Linked DNA regions of Mus musculus: regions 1 and 2 are each linked to region 3. Evidence: chromatin contacts called from public promoter capture Hi-C data. All regions are on one chromosome and are shown on one strand. Each heading gives the region's core, a stretch centred on a gene start, on an enhancer-like site or on the middle of the called end of the contact. The rest is flanking DNA. Distances are from core to core; before and after follow the strand shown.

Region 1 (4,668 bases), core at 1,200-3,699, 2.4 Mb before region 3:
TGGTAGGAAGTCCAGCAATCCTCTGAGAGGGGCGTGAGGATTATAGGAAAGATGGAAAAGAAGACTCATAGACAAAGGTTAGAAATGAGGAGGGCTGTCCAGTCTTGAGTTTAATTCTCTTAGGCTTACAGTATGTCGGGAAACAAAGTCACAAGCCAGCAGAGACAATGGATGATGTACATTTGATATCTGTACCCATCCGGAAGCCTTCCTAATCCTGCTGTTCCTTCCTCCAAGATTAACAGAACATTTAGCCCCTTGCCGTGAAGTTCAAGTATATCCCCTCTTATTGTAGACCCTGGTCTGACTTGACTCTGCCTGACAGGCAGGCTTTCACAGAAGCAGGCAAGATGACTTCCCGCAGTAGCCTCCTAGTGGTGAGAGAATGCCTGGAAGAGAAAAAGGCATTAGAGCCAGTAACCTGTATCTGCCCTAGACATGCCAGTGGGGTTATCTTGCACAGCCCAGCACAGATGGACTCTAGATGAATGTAGCATCATGGGCAAATCCAGGGAAGACTGCCTGACGTTCAACTGTCCAAAACCATGGACTCACAAAACCATGGAGATTATAAATTGAGGCTGGCTCAAGCTGCTGACACACAGAAAAAGTGAACAATGACAAGAGCTACTGAATTAAACATCCCGGGCTCCTTATCAAATAGGAGCAAACTTATTTTTTTTAAAGACATGGCTACTAGTGAATATTAATTAATATAAACTATGTTGAGCTGGTTACTCAATTAATATAAATTATGTTGAGTTGAATAGTGAGATGACAGTGTGTCTGGTACATTGTTAGTGCCCGCACACTTTTAAAGCTTTCATTTCCTATTGGTTTTTAGCTTCCATGCTAAGTCCTGCTATTTATTTATTTTCCCTTGGGCATTCTCTGTTTGAGTCAGCTTCCTGGCAATGTCTATGCTGGCTTCCTCCTAATCACATTCCTTTGACTAGTGCCCCAAACGGAAAATAGCTCTCCTAAAACAATACAATAGGTACCACCTGATCACTGTCTGCTAAGGCAATAATTTATTTTTTTAAAACTCAGGCATTTTCTCTTGTCTTATATGTAGTTTGATGCTGATTCCAATTCTGCCTGCTCCAACTTAAAGAGCTGTGAAACCAGGCCTCTTCTTTTGAACCACTGCAGATTCCCCCTCCCTCCCCCACCCTCCCAACCCCCATCCCCACCACCTGGAACTTAAATGTAGCGCTTCATCTTTAACTTGTGGGAACTTCAGTTTTGTTTTGTTTTGTTTTGTTTTGTTTTTCTTCACTTGATTTTCCAGTTAGATGATTATAACTTTCACATCTTCAAATACTCTTCATTAAAAATGTTAAGAGTTGGAGGAGAGATGGCTCACTGGTTAAGAATACTTCTAGAGGACCCCAGTTTGGGTCCCAAAAGCCTTATCAAATGAGTGACAACTGCCTGCAATTCTAGCTCCAGGGGATCCAAAGCCTCTGGCCTCTTTGGAGACCTGCATTCATATATACATACTCATATACACACATGTGCATACACATAATTGAAAATAAGAAATATAAGTCAATGTTAAATAGGACAAGCAGGGAAGGAGCCCCAAGGCACACAGCTCAACACCTCTTTCACATCTAATCTAGCACAGAGATAGTACATTTTATTAATAATTATATTATGGGTGCTGCTTTCATGCACATTAGCTCCTTGATACAGGATCCAGTATGGCCAGTGGTAGTGTATGCCAATTTTATCTATGTGGTAGTATATATGAGTAGTGAAATTCTTTGTTAAAATTAAGATTCACCATATCTAATAATGTTCTACTGACAGTAAGTGTTTATGTATCAGCAAATATTATAACATGTAATGTCTCTTTGTTTATGGACTATGGTGAACATAAAATCATATATATCCTTCTTAGGGCAGTTGTCATGAATAAGACAATAAATCAACTTGTCTTTCAACACTTTTAGAAGTTAAAGGGGATGGCAGATTCTCTCTGAAAAAATTTTCAATGTGACCCGAATGCGAAAACATAATTGAAATCCTTTAGATGCTTTTATTTCCAGAAGGGAGTCTGTGTGCAAGAAAACCTGTTTTCCCCCAGTGTAGCCATGGGGTTTACTTTGTTGAACACTTCTTCACCTTAGGTAGGAGGGGGGAGTGGAGGATCCGTCGCCTCCCTTCCCTGCGGTTCCTTTCTAGTCCATCGAGTCCTCCTAACTACTGAATGTGTTCATTACGTCCGGGATTTCTCCGGAGACGTGGCAGACACTAAGTGACAGCAAGTCAGAAACAGACTAGAAGCCCAACGGTTTCCGAGTTGAAGGGACGCACTGAGAAGTACCCGAGTCCAAGAGCCGCATCAAATACAATAGCGCCTAAACTCAGTGATGCGCTTGCGCAGCGGGCGGAAAGGTTCCCCGCCCACCTCTCTGGTGTGCGGCTGCGCGCGGAGTGGCCGCCACCCGGAACCGCTGTGCTGAGCTCGCGCCACGTCTCTTCAGGGGGCCCCTCCCCTCTCCCTGCTGTCCCTGCTGTCGCTGCGCGGGAGCCTAGAGAGGACTAGGCCCGGAGCATCATGGTCCACGAGGCTCCGCACGCTTCATCCTTCCAGATGCTGCTACAGCTGCTGCTTCTGCTCCTGCTCCGGGCCGAGCCACTGCGGAGCGCTGAGCTCACCTTCGAGCTGCCGGACAACGCCAAGCAGTGCTTCCACGAAGAGGTGGAGCAGGGCGTGAAGTTCTCTCTGGATTACCAGGTGCGGCCCTAGCCGCGTCTCACTGGGGCTACTGGTGCGCCGCCATCCGGAGCGGCCAAGATTAGCCACCAAAGGCTGAGGGGGTCGGGGATAACAACCCCAGACCGGTTGACTTCTCCCTGAGAAGAAACGTTTGTATCTGCCAGAGCCCTCCCGAAGTGGGCCAGGGGCACTGGGGAGTTAGGCAGGCTACAGGTGAGCGCTCAGGATGGGGGGCCTGTTACCGCCCCCTGTCGCCCCCTGCAGAATTGACCAGAATGACCTCTCCCAGGTACCTCCAGGAACATCAGTATTAATTAGCTGGACACCCACTGGGTGGCAGTCTGACCCAACTGTCACTTTGGGCTGGGTGTCTTGCTGGTGCTGAAGTCAGCTGCATCCTTTACAGCTGGAGTTTGGGGTGACATAGTTGGAGTGATGAAGGGTTTTTTTTTTTTGAAAGGAGGGTTCAGTGCAGACTTCGAACCCTGCCAGTGTATACTTAAGGACAGTCACACACACTCCCTCCCCAGTGGTGTGGCTATGTGGCTTGCCTCTCTGCTTACCATATGGCTCAACAAAGTTAGGTCCTGCACTTTGGTCTCCATGGACAGATCTCATAGCTAACAGTTGCTTTGGTAAAGGCTCTATCCCCTAGGGTTAATGAGTAGGCATAGGGTCAGAGGGATGAATGACCACCATAAAGCAAGACCTCTAGAAATGAGGTGACACAGGCACCCCAGTTGTGTACAATGAGTAAGCCCTTCTATGGTAGACGCTCTGAAGGTTGCTTCTGCTGACAATTCCATGTATGGTGGAGTCACTGATGAGACTGCTCTCACATCTATGGACGACATACAGTGTGTGTGTGTGTGTGTGTGTGTGTGTGTGCCTGCCTCAGCACAGGCAGCCTAAGAATAAGAACAATATTCTTGGCTGGGCAGTGGTGGCGCAGGACTTTAATCCCAGCACTTGGGAGGCAGAGGCTGGTGGATCTCTGAGTTCGAGGTCAGCCTGGTTTACAGAGTTCCAGGACAGCCAGGACTATACAGGGAAACCCTGTCTCGAAGAAACAAAACAAAACAAAACAAAACAAACAAGAACAACAACAACAACCGCCCCCCCCACCCCAGCATTCTTGATGTGGCTAGTGAGGCTCCAGAAGCCGTTGAGGGTAGGCATGCCCCATCAGTGGGGGGAAATCTATAACCACCAAAGAGACAAGCCTCTGAGAATGTAAAGGGCTTTCTAGATTAGATTGCAGTGGGAAGAGCCACCCTAAGTGGGAGTACCATCATTCACCAGGCTGAATAAAAAGGAGGAAACCAGCTGAATGCTATCGTTCATTTCTCTGCTTCCTGACTCTGGATACCATGTGATTAGCCCCTACCCCTACCCCTGGAAGCCTTCATGTTCCAGATACCATGCCTTCTCCCTGATGAACTATGCCCTCAAATTTATTTGCAAGTCAAATAAATTTGAATTTATTTGCAAGTCAAATAAATTTGGATTTTTTTCCTTGAATTGCTTCTGTCAAATGTTTTGTAGTAATACTAAGAAAAACACCGAGTGCAGTGGTCACTGCCTCTTAACTGCGTAGGCTCAGCAGGATGGGAAGCTACATGGAGTCTGTGTTGGAAAATGGTGAGGGTTAAATTACAGAATGCTTAGCGGGGTCCCCGTTATGGTCAGCATTTCAAAGAATTGCTTGCCTCCCCATCACTGCACCCTTTTTGTGGTTGTCAGGTTATCACTGGAGGCCACTACGATGTGGACTGCTATGTGGAAGACCCCAGGGGCAACGTCATCTACAGGGAGACCAAGAAGCAGTATGACAGCTTCACGTACAAGACAGAGGCCAAGGGCGTCTACCGGTTTTGCTTCAGTAATGAGTTCTCCACCTTCTCTCATAAGACCGTCTACTTTGACTTCCAAGTGGGTGA
Region 2 (4,440 bases), core at 1,471-3,970, 2.9 Mb before region 3:
AGATCCCCTGATACAGGAGTTACAGGCAGTTGTAGCAGCCAGGTGGGTTCTGGGGATTGAACCCAGGTCCTCTACAAGAGCAAGTAGCTCTTTTAACTGCTGAGTCATCTCTTCAGCCCCACTATCTTCATTATAAAGGAAACACTAAATTTTAGCTTGAGTATGGAGAAAACAATTGTGCTCATGGGCTTCTAGATTAAGCTCTTCTGATCTAATTTTAAAATGGCACAACAAATAATGACTCTTGTCTTGCAGTCCTGAAGGCTTGAGTTTCAGAAGGTGAGAGGAGAGAACCAACTCCACATAGCCTCCCTCTGCCTCACATGGGGGCTGGGGCACTTGTGCAGATACACACAGCATGCACACAGAATATGTTTAAAAAGAGGGAGGGGCGTGCACAGCTGGAACTGGAGTTTCCCTGAGGTGCCCTGTGAGTGATGGGAATTGAACCCAGGCCCTGAACTAGTGCTCTTGATTAGCCATCTCTTCAGTCCTCATAATGAAATCTTTTTTTAAAAGATTTATTTATTATTTATTTTTATATGTAAGTACACTGTAGCTGTCTCCAGACACACCAGGAGAAGGCGTCAGATGTCATTAAGGATGGTAGTGAGCCACCATGTGGTTGCTGAGATTTGAATTCCGGACCTTTGGAAGAGCAGTCAGTGCTCTTAACCACTGAGCCATCTCTCCAGCCCATAATGAAATCTTTCTAAACGACCATAAACATATTTTTGTTGAGCTGACTCCACGGATAAAAGGACCAGTTGCTAAGGTTAATGGCCTCAGTTCTATACCCAGAACCCAGATGATAGGAGTGAACTGACTCTTGCAAGTTGTCTTCTGACCTCCAACAGCTGCATAACACACAATAAATAAATTTTAAAATTTGTTATTAAGGTATAATGTAGATATGGTAAAGATTATTAATTTATGTGTATGTTTGGACATGCCCCAAAATTCACGTAATCATAAAAGATCTAAAAACCAAGATTCCTTAGTGCCCTTTTTTTTTTCTTCTTGTACTTAACAGGACTTTATTGGTTCAACAATGAACAGCAAAGGAAACATTAACTATCACTCTGGGGGCGACATCATGGAGACATCAAAGTTACCCGTGGAAAAGTACCTCTTTCATATTTATCTCCCTCTACCCACCCTGGACATCCAATTGAACGCTGTCCTGATTTTTTCTTTTTTTTCTTTTTGGTTTTTCGAGACAGGGTTTCTCTGTGTAGTCCTGGCTGTCCTGGAACTCACTCTGTAGACCAGGCTGGCCTCAAACTCAGAAATCTGCCTGCCTCTCAAGTGATGGGATTAAAGGCATGTGCCACCACTGCCTGGCTGCTGTCCTGATTTTGAATCAATGATGAAAATGTTCACTCTTATACCTAGCTTCTTCTGCACAACATACTTCTGTTGATTTAAAATCAGAGAGTGGAAATAACATGTGTGGCAAGGATGTGGGAAAACAGGTATCCTCAACTTGCTGGTTGAAATGTAACCTGAGAAAACTTTTCACAAAGTAGTTTAAAGTACATCAGAACCAGGTTTGGTGGTGCATACCTCTAAATCCAGCACTTGGGAGGCAGAGGCAGGTAAATGTTTGAGTTTTGGCTAGCCTGGTCTACAGAGCTAGTTCCAGGACAGCCAGGGCTACACAGAGAAACTTGGTCTCAAAAAAAAAAAAAAAAAAAAAAATAACTGAAAAAAAAATAGAGACAGAGTTTCAGGAGCTAGACACTGTGAGTTCATGGTCCTCTCAGTCTATATAGCCAGTTCCAGGCAAGCCAGGGTTAAATATATTTAGTAAGACTCTGTTGAAAAGAGAAAAGGCTTTGACATAAAGGTTTGCCTAGGATAATTAGGTAGCTACAAAGTGTGGAAGGGCTTCAAATATCAGGGTGACTGTTTTCTGACTTATCTCCCTAATTAACAGCTCTGATCCTTTGTGTGCAATTCATGTAATTTAGTGGGTACAGGGGTACAGTGTTATTTCACAGCAGAGTACATTAAGGAGTTTTTGAACATAGGAACAATGTGAAGAGAGGTTTTGTTGTTGTTGTGGGTTGGGTTTTTTTTTTTTTGAGTATACATCCAATACTACCCCAAAGAAATAAGATGGCAAAAGATGGTACAAAGGGGTTAAGTATGGAACCTTGACTTTGACAGCAATCCAGGTTTGCCCCCTTTAGTGAGACTAAGTACTTCAAGAGTCAGAAGCTGCAATCTACAAATAGTCATGGGAACCGGACCCCCACCCCCTCCCAACCCCCAACTCCCTCAAACAGGGCATGGCTTTCTAGACACCGAAGCTTCTGGAGAGGATCACCTTCTCACTCGCATCTAGCTTCATTTCTGGCTTCCAGCGCTCTCCTAGGCCAAGTCCTGGTGATGCCGTGGAACTCAGGCTGCAGAGACAGTCCTGTCCTCAGGCCACTTCAACACCCCACCACATTTACCTGGCTTCATTTCCTATCTAAGCATCTGCCCCCCTTGAGTTTTTCCCATCCTTTCGTCACTAGCTAGTGATTTACTTATTCCTTCCTCTTTGTCACCTACAGAAAATAAAAATCTGGGTTTTAACAAGCCTCTGGGGTCTGGATACTTAGAGGGCTGGGGTTGGGGACAGGGGCGGTGGTGGATCGCGGGCGTGGGGGGGGGGCAATTGTCTCCCACTCCCCTCCCCCACCCTGCTGGCGTCATCCGAGGTCGAACTACCAATCCCGGCATGCCTCTGGGCGGCACGGGCGCAGGCTTGTGTGCGTAGCGGTTAGCCGTTGGCTGAGGCGGCGGCTGCGCGGGTCGCGGTGCTGTGAGGTCAGGCGGCGCTGGCAAATCGCGCCCAGGATGTAGAGCTGGCTGTGGCCGACGGCGCGTCTGACGCTGAGTTGGGTGGGGTAGAGAGTAGGGGGCGGTAGTCGGGGGTGGTGGGAGAAGGAGGAGGCGGCGAATCACTTATAAATGGCGCCCAAGCAGGACCCTAAGCCGAAATTCCAGGAGGGTGAGTGTGCCGCTTTGGGGAGAGGCATCTAACGGTGCACGGGAGAGAGGCTGACTCAGGGCGCTGGAGGTTTGGGGGTCGGGGTCGGCGGGGCTTGCGGCCGGGGGAAACCGTGCAGGCCTTGCTTTGTAAGGGGGAAAGGCGCACTGCGGAGGGTAATCTCAGTGCGTCATCCGCGACAGTGCTCGGTGGCGCGAAAGCGAGCCCCCGGCCACGGCCAGGGCCGAGGGCATCTCCGTGCGTGTGGCAGAGCCTCGGCGCTTGTTTGTTTGTTTTTCCGAGAGCGGAGAAAGTCTATTGAAGGGAGGTGCCCGGCGGGCGGGTGAGCGATGGCGACGGCGACGGTTGGGAGGTGATGTGGCGTGGGGGAGGGGAGCAGCGGCAGCGCATCCTCCCCGCTTAGCTCTCGGCCGCGGGCCGCGCGGGCGACTGTGGGCCGAAGGTTCGAGGCTGTTGGACAAACGAGCGGCTCTGTCTCGGCGTTGTGTGGAGTTCTGCTGTTGGGAGGACAGGGGATGGGGGGTGGGCTGTGCGCCCCGCGGCGGGAGAACTGCGTTGTAAGATGGCCGCGGCAAGATGGCCGCGCCATCATGGCTGCCGGCGTCTCGCAGCTTACACGCAGCTTCGGGCCAGATGCAGCGCCCCCTGGCACGGCGATCACGCGCAGACCAGTTCCTCCTCTTGCCTCTGAGTGATGGGTGGGGACAGAAAAAAAAATAAAACTGGAGCCGCCCGAGCGAGTTCCTAGGCTTGCTGTTGCCTGAGGGCATCGTTTTGCTGTTTTTGGAGCTGTGCGCCAGGGCCCTTTAAGTACTCTGTGCTCTGCCGAGCGGTTCTCGTGGAAACAGTTTTTAGTTCCTCCTTAGGGCGTTTCCATCTTGAGATGCATGGCCTCTTTGTCATTTTTAAATACAGTAGTTGCTTGACTGGTTGTAGTAGTATTCGATTTTAATGGCGATTTGAAAGCTAACGCTTATTAGTTGGCTTTGACTGAGAACGTTGCTGATGAACGGTTACTGCTAATGGAAAGCAGTTACTCGGTTCTCACAACTCATCTGTCGAGGTGATTTACTGATATACTAAAGGAAATAAAACTATAAGCATAAAAAGGAACACTTTAAACTTGTTACTGCCAGATACGGCCGTCTGTGTTTATCATCATACATGCTGGGTCCAGGCGCTTGCGTAACTCCTGTTCTAGGATGTTTAACCAGTAAAGTGCCAGACTTTTAAAAGTCTCAAGTTCCAAATCGAAACGTTTTAATTAATCGATGTACAAGGACAGGCGGATCTCTGAGTTTGAGGCCATTCTGGTCTACTTAGAGCTTTTCAGGACATCCAGAACTATACAGAGAAACTCTTGTGTGTGTATGGGGAACGGGGTGTTGCTCTATACCCAGTGGAGGTTCAGGGAGTGTGGAGACCTGCGCAGGTGG
Region 3 (5,045 bases), core at 512-3,011:
TCTCTCTCTCTTCCTCTCTGCCTCTCTCTGCCGCGCTCTTCCTCTCTTGCTCCTGAGTAAGCAATAAAGCTTTGCCGCAGAAGATTCTGGCTTGTTGCGTCTTTCCTGGCCGGTCGCAAACGCGCGTAAGAGAACACTAGAGCTCAAAGGGAAATCTAGAACAAGCACAAATAGGGTTTTCATATTAACTAAGGTTATGTCATAGAAATTTGTTTTCTACAATCTTGCAACACCCTATGAGAAAATTAGCAACCCCCACCAAGAATTGTTTTAGTAGTCTGGTGCGGGTAAAGCTGAATTGGAAAATCTAACGAAAGATGGATAAGGTGAAAATAAACTAACAGTTTGGGAGACGAGGCCTAACTTTCTGTTTCCCAGAAATGAGACCCTAAGTCCAGGAACCTGTGGTCAGCAAACCAAGCCACAGGCAGCCAATCTGTGGACACCTTGTCATCTGGCCTGAAGTAAGAATAGGTATCTAGAATGGATAAGAGATCCCTCCCCACCCCAAACCTGGGAAGTCTCCAGAGCCCTAACCAATTGTAGAATCAGTCAAACTTCTAGAGATAGAGCTAACCAATCAAGGCAAAATGGCACAAATTCCTCCCTGGAATTCCCCTAACTGACAAATATAAAAGCTAGGCCTGCAAGCCCACTCACTACATGTGTCCATTCCTGAATGAGGAGACCCCTCCTTGCAGGAAATTCTGCTGAATAAACATTCTTTGCTTTTGCATACTACTTAGTTTAGGGTATCATTCTCCCAAGATCTTGGACCCTAACAAGTTGATGGTAAAAAATAACTATGGTGAGTGAGACTGAAATGAGACCTCAAGTGGAAAAAAATCCCCCAACTTTCTCAGCTTGTGTACATGACTAGCCACCATAGCTCTTCTTGCCGCACTCCTTTAACAGTTGTCTGGGCTACTTGTCTGCTTCACGGAACCCACGTCTATAGGGCATGGAATGTGCTCAATTCAGTATGTACTAAAAGAAAAGCCATAAGCTGAATTAAGTTGACTTGTAAATTGTAAAATTTAAATAATGTACATAATGCTCTCACCAAGCTTAAAATGGTAGCTTAAAACAGGTCTCTATTATTGCATTTTAATCGGATAGTTTCTGGCTTGTACACACTCAGATGTCAATATGCATTGTTGAGTGAAAAGTTCAGGCCAGAAAGGAGGTACAGAACTATGTATACCAGAGGCAAAGACCTTTACTGTTTGAAGATTTTACTTTCATTCCAAAATGTTGTCTTCTGATTTGGTGTGCCTGTGTATACGTATCCAGAGAGCGAAAGAAAGAGGAGAGAGAGAGCGGGTAAAAAAGTAAAATAAAATAAAAACTCAAGCAAACCACTGCAGAAGAGAGCTTTGAAAAGCAGGATACCAGAAAAACCAGAGCTGCTGAACTAGTGCAAGGCTCTCACTGAGAATCTTGGTATTGTGTATTTTCAAATGCTTGTCCACTGGGTGGCGGACATCTCTTCTAACACCGGAATTATTTCTAATGCATTTGTACTTTTCTCATAACACCCACACAAGGCTTATTACTTGAAGGAAATCAACCCTCTTACACCGTTTTTAAAACTTTCAACCTGGACAGTAGCCTTCAAATGAAAAGGGTGGGAAAGGCTGGAAAGAAGAGCAGCTCGCTGCGGAAGGACGAGCACAAAGGGACTAAACTACAACTCCCAGAAAGCCACGCGCTGGCTCTAGATGGTGCGCTTGCGCCTGGGTCTTCCCGGCCGGCTAGCTGAGCTCGGGATTTCCGGGAGTAAGAGAAAGCGGGATGTGCACACTGCTGCCGCGCCCACGTCCCTTACGGCCGCCACATCCTGCAGAGCCGTGAAGGTTCCAATCTTTATTTGAGAGTCACCAGAAGACTGACAGCTTGTCTGGCTGCTCCCTGGGTCACGTGGCAGGCAGGATCACGTGACACCCGGGAGCCCGCCTGTAGGGGTCTGTTGCCCTGACAACAGCCCGCTCGCCGGGACTTTCCGGGAGAGCGCGGGCTCCCAGGAGCAGGTAGGTGAGGCGTTGTGGCTGTCTGCGACCCTGTTGTTGTTTCCAGGTTGTACCTCAGGCAGGGTCTCCGAACTTTGTTTTGCGCATTACTCCGCTCCTCTGTCGGGACTCCAAGTCTTTGCTTCGAGCTAGCCCCCAAATCTGCGCTTCCTGCAGCCTGGACTGAGCTGAGGGCCCTTTCGTGGGGTTTGCCTCTGACTAACCTGTTTGTCCAACTCCTCATCCTGACCCTAAGACCTCTTAGTCGAAAATGCAAATAAAAGCACTAAGTATTCCACTGAAAGATGGTGGGCAAACCTGCTGCCGTCCCTTAGAAAAGAAAACTAGCGTTTGTTCGTGTTGCCCTAAAGAGTTAAATCCAAAGGTTTAGGACAGATCTGAAGATGGCCTCTCCTAGCTGAAGTCCAGCTTTGAGACAACTTGACTAGATCCCATTAAAGGTGCTCGCGGCATTGTTTCTTTTAGCCTGCCTTTGCTTCAAGAGAAACATAAATAGTAGTTAATGTGTGTCATTAACTTCCAAGGGTATTCTGTGCTCGTTGGGGATGTTTTAAGACAGGATTGCACTATATAGCTCAGACTAACCTGAAATTCAGGCTTGTAACTCAGGCTAACCTCCCAACTAAAGAGCTGTCTGTCTCCTAAGTGTAGAAATCTCTGGGATGCACCACTAAATTCTTTATTATATTCTGAGTCTTATAAATTCACTTAGTTTATGTCTGGAAAAAAATCCTGATTATAGAAAGTCTATTTTGCAAAACCCTTAATTTGAAAATACGTGAATCCGGAAGCACAACCTGTATACTGTGCTTTACAAGAAAAAATATTAGTCTTTCCACTCCTGCTCTTTTAATTTTTTTTTTTTTAATATTCTCTGTGAGGACCTGGATTCTGAGAGGTATTAGCAGAGACAAATACATATACAGTGGAAAAGATCCTGGAGCCCACCTCTTAGCGACTGGATGAAATGTAATGATCAACCTTGAGAAGACATACTTCATAAGCTACTTTCCCAAGTCAGTTAGCTTCAATGAATTAGACCTCCAATGGTGTCTCGTAATTGCAATATAACTGTCAAGTTACATCATATATATGTGTGTACATATATAAAACTGTCTTGAGAAGTTGAAGTTTAAAGTAGTGTTGTTTTAATGATGTTTAATGATTGTTTTCCTCCAGAGGTGTTTATTTTTCCATCTGTTTCTGTCATTTAGTGTTTCCAATGCTGTGAATAATTTTAAGATACTTGCTTTGTGACGTGAAAATTACTAACCATGGCTCACTATTTCAAAGTAGACCTTGATGAAGAATTTGAACGGTTTATGAAGGAGGTAAGCTCAAGCTGTATTTATTGTAATATTTATTGTAAATTCATCTTGTAAGATCCATCCTTGAGTGCTTTCTTCTGAAAACATAAACCACCCCATCAGCTCATCCCTTCTACCTGCACCTACAGAATTATCCAGCCGTCCTCAGTTCGACTCATTTCAAATGCTGCTGCCTGTTAGCTCAATGCCATCTTCTCACCCAGTCTACCCAGCGGTCCCAGTGAATGCAGCATTCCCTCCAAGGTGCATGTGTGCACGCGCTCACATGCAAACACAAACACATGCACACACACACACACACACACACAGAGAGAGAGAGAGGGAGAGGGAAAGGGACGGAGAGAGAGAGAAAGAGAACCATGTTGAACAAATATTTTGCTCAATTTCTGGTTATAAGGGAGTGGTTCAACCTAATTTTTTTTTAAAGTTAATTTTCTTCAGTTACAATTCATAAACCATTCAGTTCACCCACTTAAAGTTTGTATGACAACTGTTTTAGAATTATATAACCTTCACCATAGTCAGTTGCAGAATGCCTGTATCATTCCTAAAAGGAAACCCTTATCCTTTAACCATTACTCTTGGCTCTTTGTCCTTCCAGCCTTGGGTTATCCCTTACTGCTTTGTCTCCAAGTTTGGCTGTTGCAGATATTCATAGAAATGGAACCATTTAGGATGTGTGGTCTCTGAAGTCTGGCTTCTTTTACTTAGCATGGTGTTTTCAGAGAGTGGTTTGCCATTTTGTGGATATAATGCTTATATGTTGTCAGTTGACAGCATTTGGGATCCTTCCATTTTGGACAGTCATGAATAATGTTGCTCTTAATAATCACGCAAGTGTGAGTGTGGATGTATGTGAATCTCTTCTCAATATTTGCCTACACATGAAATTGGCTAGTCGTATGCTCTGTTATTCCCACCAACCATGTATTCCTTTATGAAGGCCTTGATTCTCATTGTCTTTACTATCTGAGGGCCAGGGATTTGGTTCCGTTGGATGATAATAACCTGCAAAGCGGTGAAGAAAATCTTGATTGGAAGGGCGGATACTCATCCTTTGTCTTTCTCATCTTTGCCATAACACGGAATGGTCAGTGGTTCTATCCCTGTATGTAGACAAAGAAACTGGGGTTCAGGAGCAAGAAATGGAATGTTTCAATGAGGTAGTATGTTTAAAGACTGACTGGAAAGTGATAGAGATACCGGACATTCAGACTGATGATAATTCAGAGGTTTAGATGGCAGCCCTCGTATCTTCCTAGTTGGATGGCTGCATGCAGCAGTGGAAAGCGGACAGTCCTCAGTTGATTTGGATCCCACTTGCTATCACTCTTTGGGGGAGTCATTTCCCCCCTGGGTTTCAGGTTCTCATAAGCGTTCTCTTCGAGGTTTTTTTTTTTTTTTTAATTAGGTATTTTCCTCATTTACATTTCCAATGCTATCCCAAAAGTCCCCCATACCCACCCCCCACTCCCCTACCCACCCACTCCCCCTTTTTGGCCCTGGCGTTCCCCTGTACTGGGGCATATAAAGTTTGTGTGTCCAATGGGCCTCTCTTTCCAGTGATGGCCGACTAGGCCATCTTTTGATACATATGCAGCTAGAGTCAAGAGCTCCGGGGTACTGGTTAGTTCATAATGTTGTTCCACCTATAGGGTTGCAGATCCCTTTAGCTCCTTGGGTACTT

Evidence for each region. Promoter capture Hi-C pulls out the DNA fragments that hold promoters and counts their contacts.
Region 1: a promoter capture Hi-C map of liver shows a contact between it and region 3, with 3 times the contacts expected there. The contact joins the promoter of Tmed3 here to the promoter of Cep162 in region 3. A contact is called at or near these places in 4 of 39 promoter capture datasets (erythroid cells, liver and pre-B cells), 2 of 484 Hi-C or Micro-C datasets (CD4 T cells and CD8 T cells) and 2 of 9 other capture datasets (adipose tissue and liver).
Region 2: a promoter capture Hi-C map of pre-B cells shows a contact between it and region 3, with 6 times the contacts expected there. The contact joins the promoter of Morf4l1 here to the promoter of Cep162 in region 3. A contact is called at or near these places in 3 of 39 promoter capture datasets (cranial neural crest, erythroid cells and pre-B cells), 3 of 115 datasets of contacts at active chromatin or transcription factors (astrocytes, memory CD8 T cells and thymic regulatory T cells) and 1 of 9 other capture datasets (liver).

What each region holds. Positions count from the first base shown.
Region 1 is chr9:89,702,824-89,707,491 of GRCm38.p6, reverse strand. It overlaps Tmed3 (transmembrane p24 trafficking protein 3), which reads left to right and starts at 2,449. Exons shown (of 3, transcript NM_025360.2): 1 at 2,449-2,746; 2 at 4,472-4,668. The coding sequence starts at 2,567.
Region 2 is chr9:90,113,100-90,117,539 of GRCm38.p6, reverse strand. Morf4l1 (mortality factor 4 like 1) reads left to right here and starts at 2,720. Exons shown (of 12, transcript NM_024431.3): 1 at 2,720-3,004. The coding sequence starts at 2,965.
Region 3 is chr9:87,252,248-87,257,292 of GRCm38.p6, reverse strand. Cep162 (centrosomal protein 162) reads left to right here and starts at 1,761. Exons shown (of 27, transcript NM_199316.2): 1 at 1,761-2,030; 2 at 3,245-3,361. The coding sequence starts at 3,305.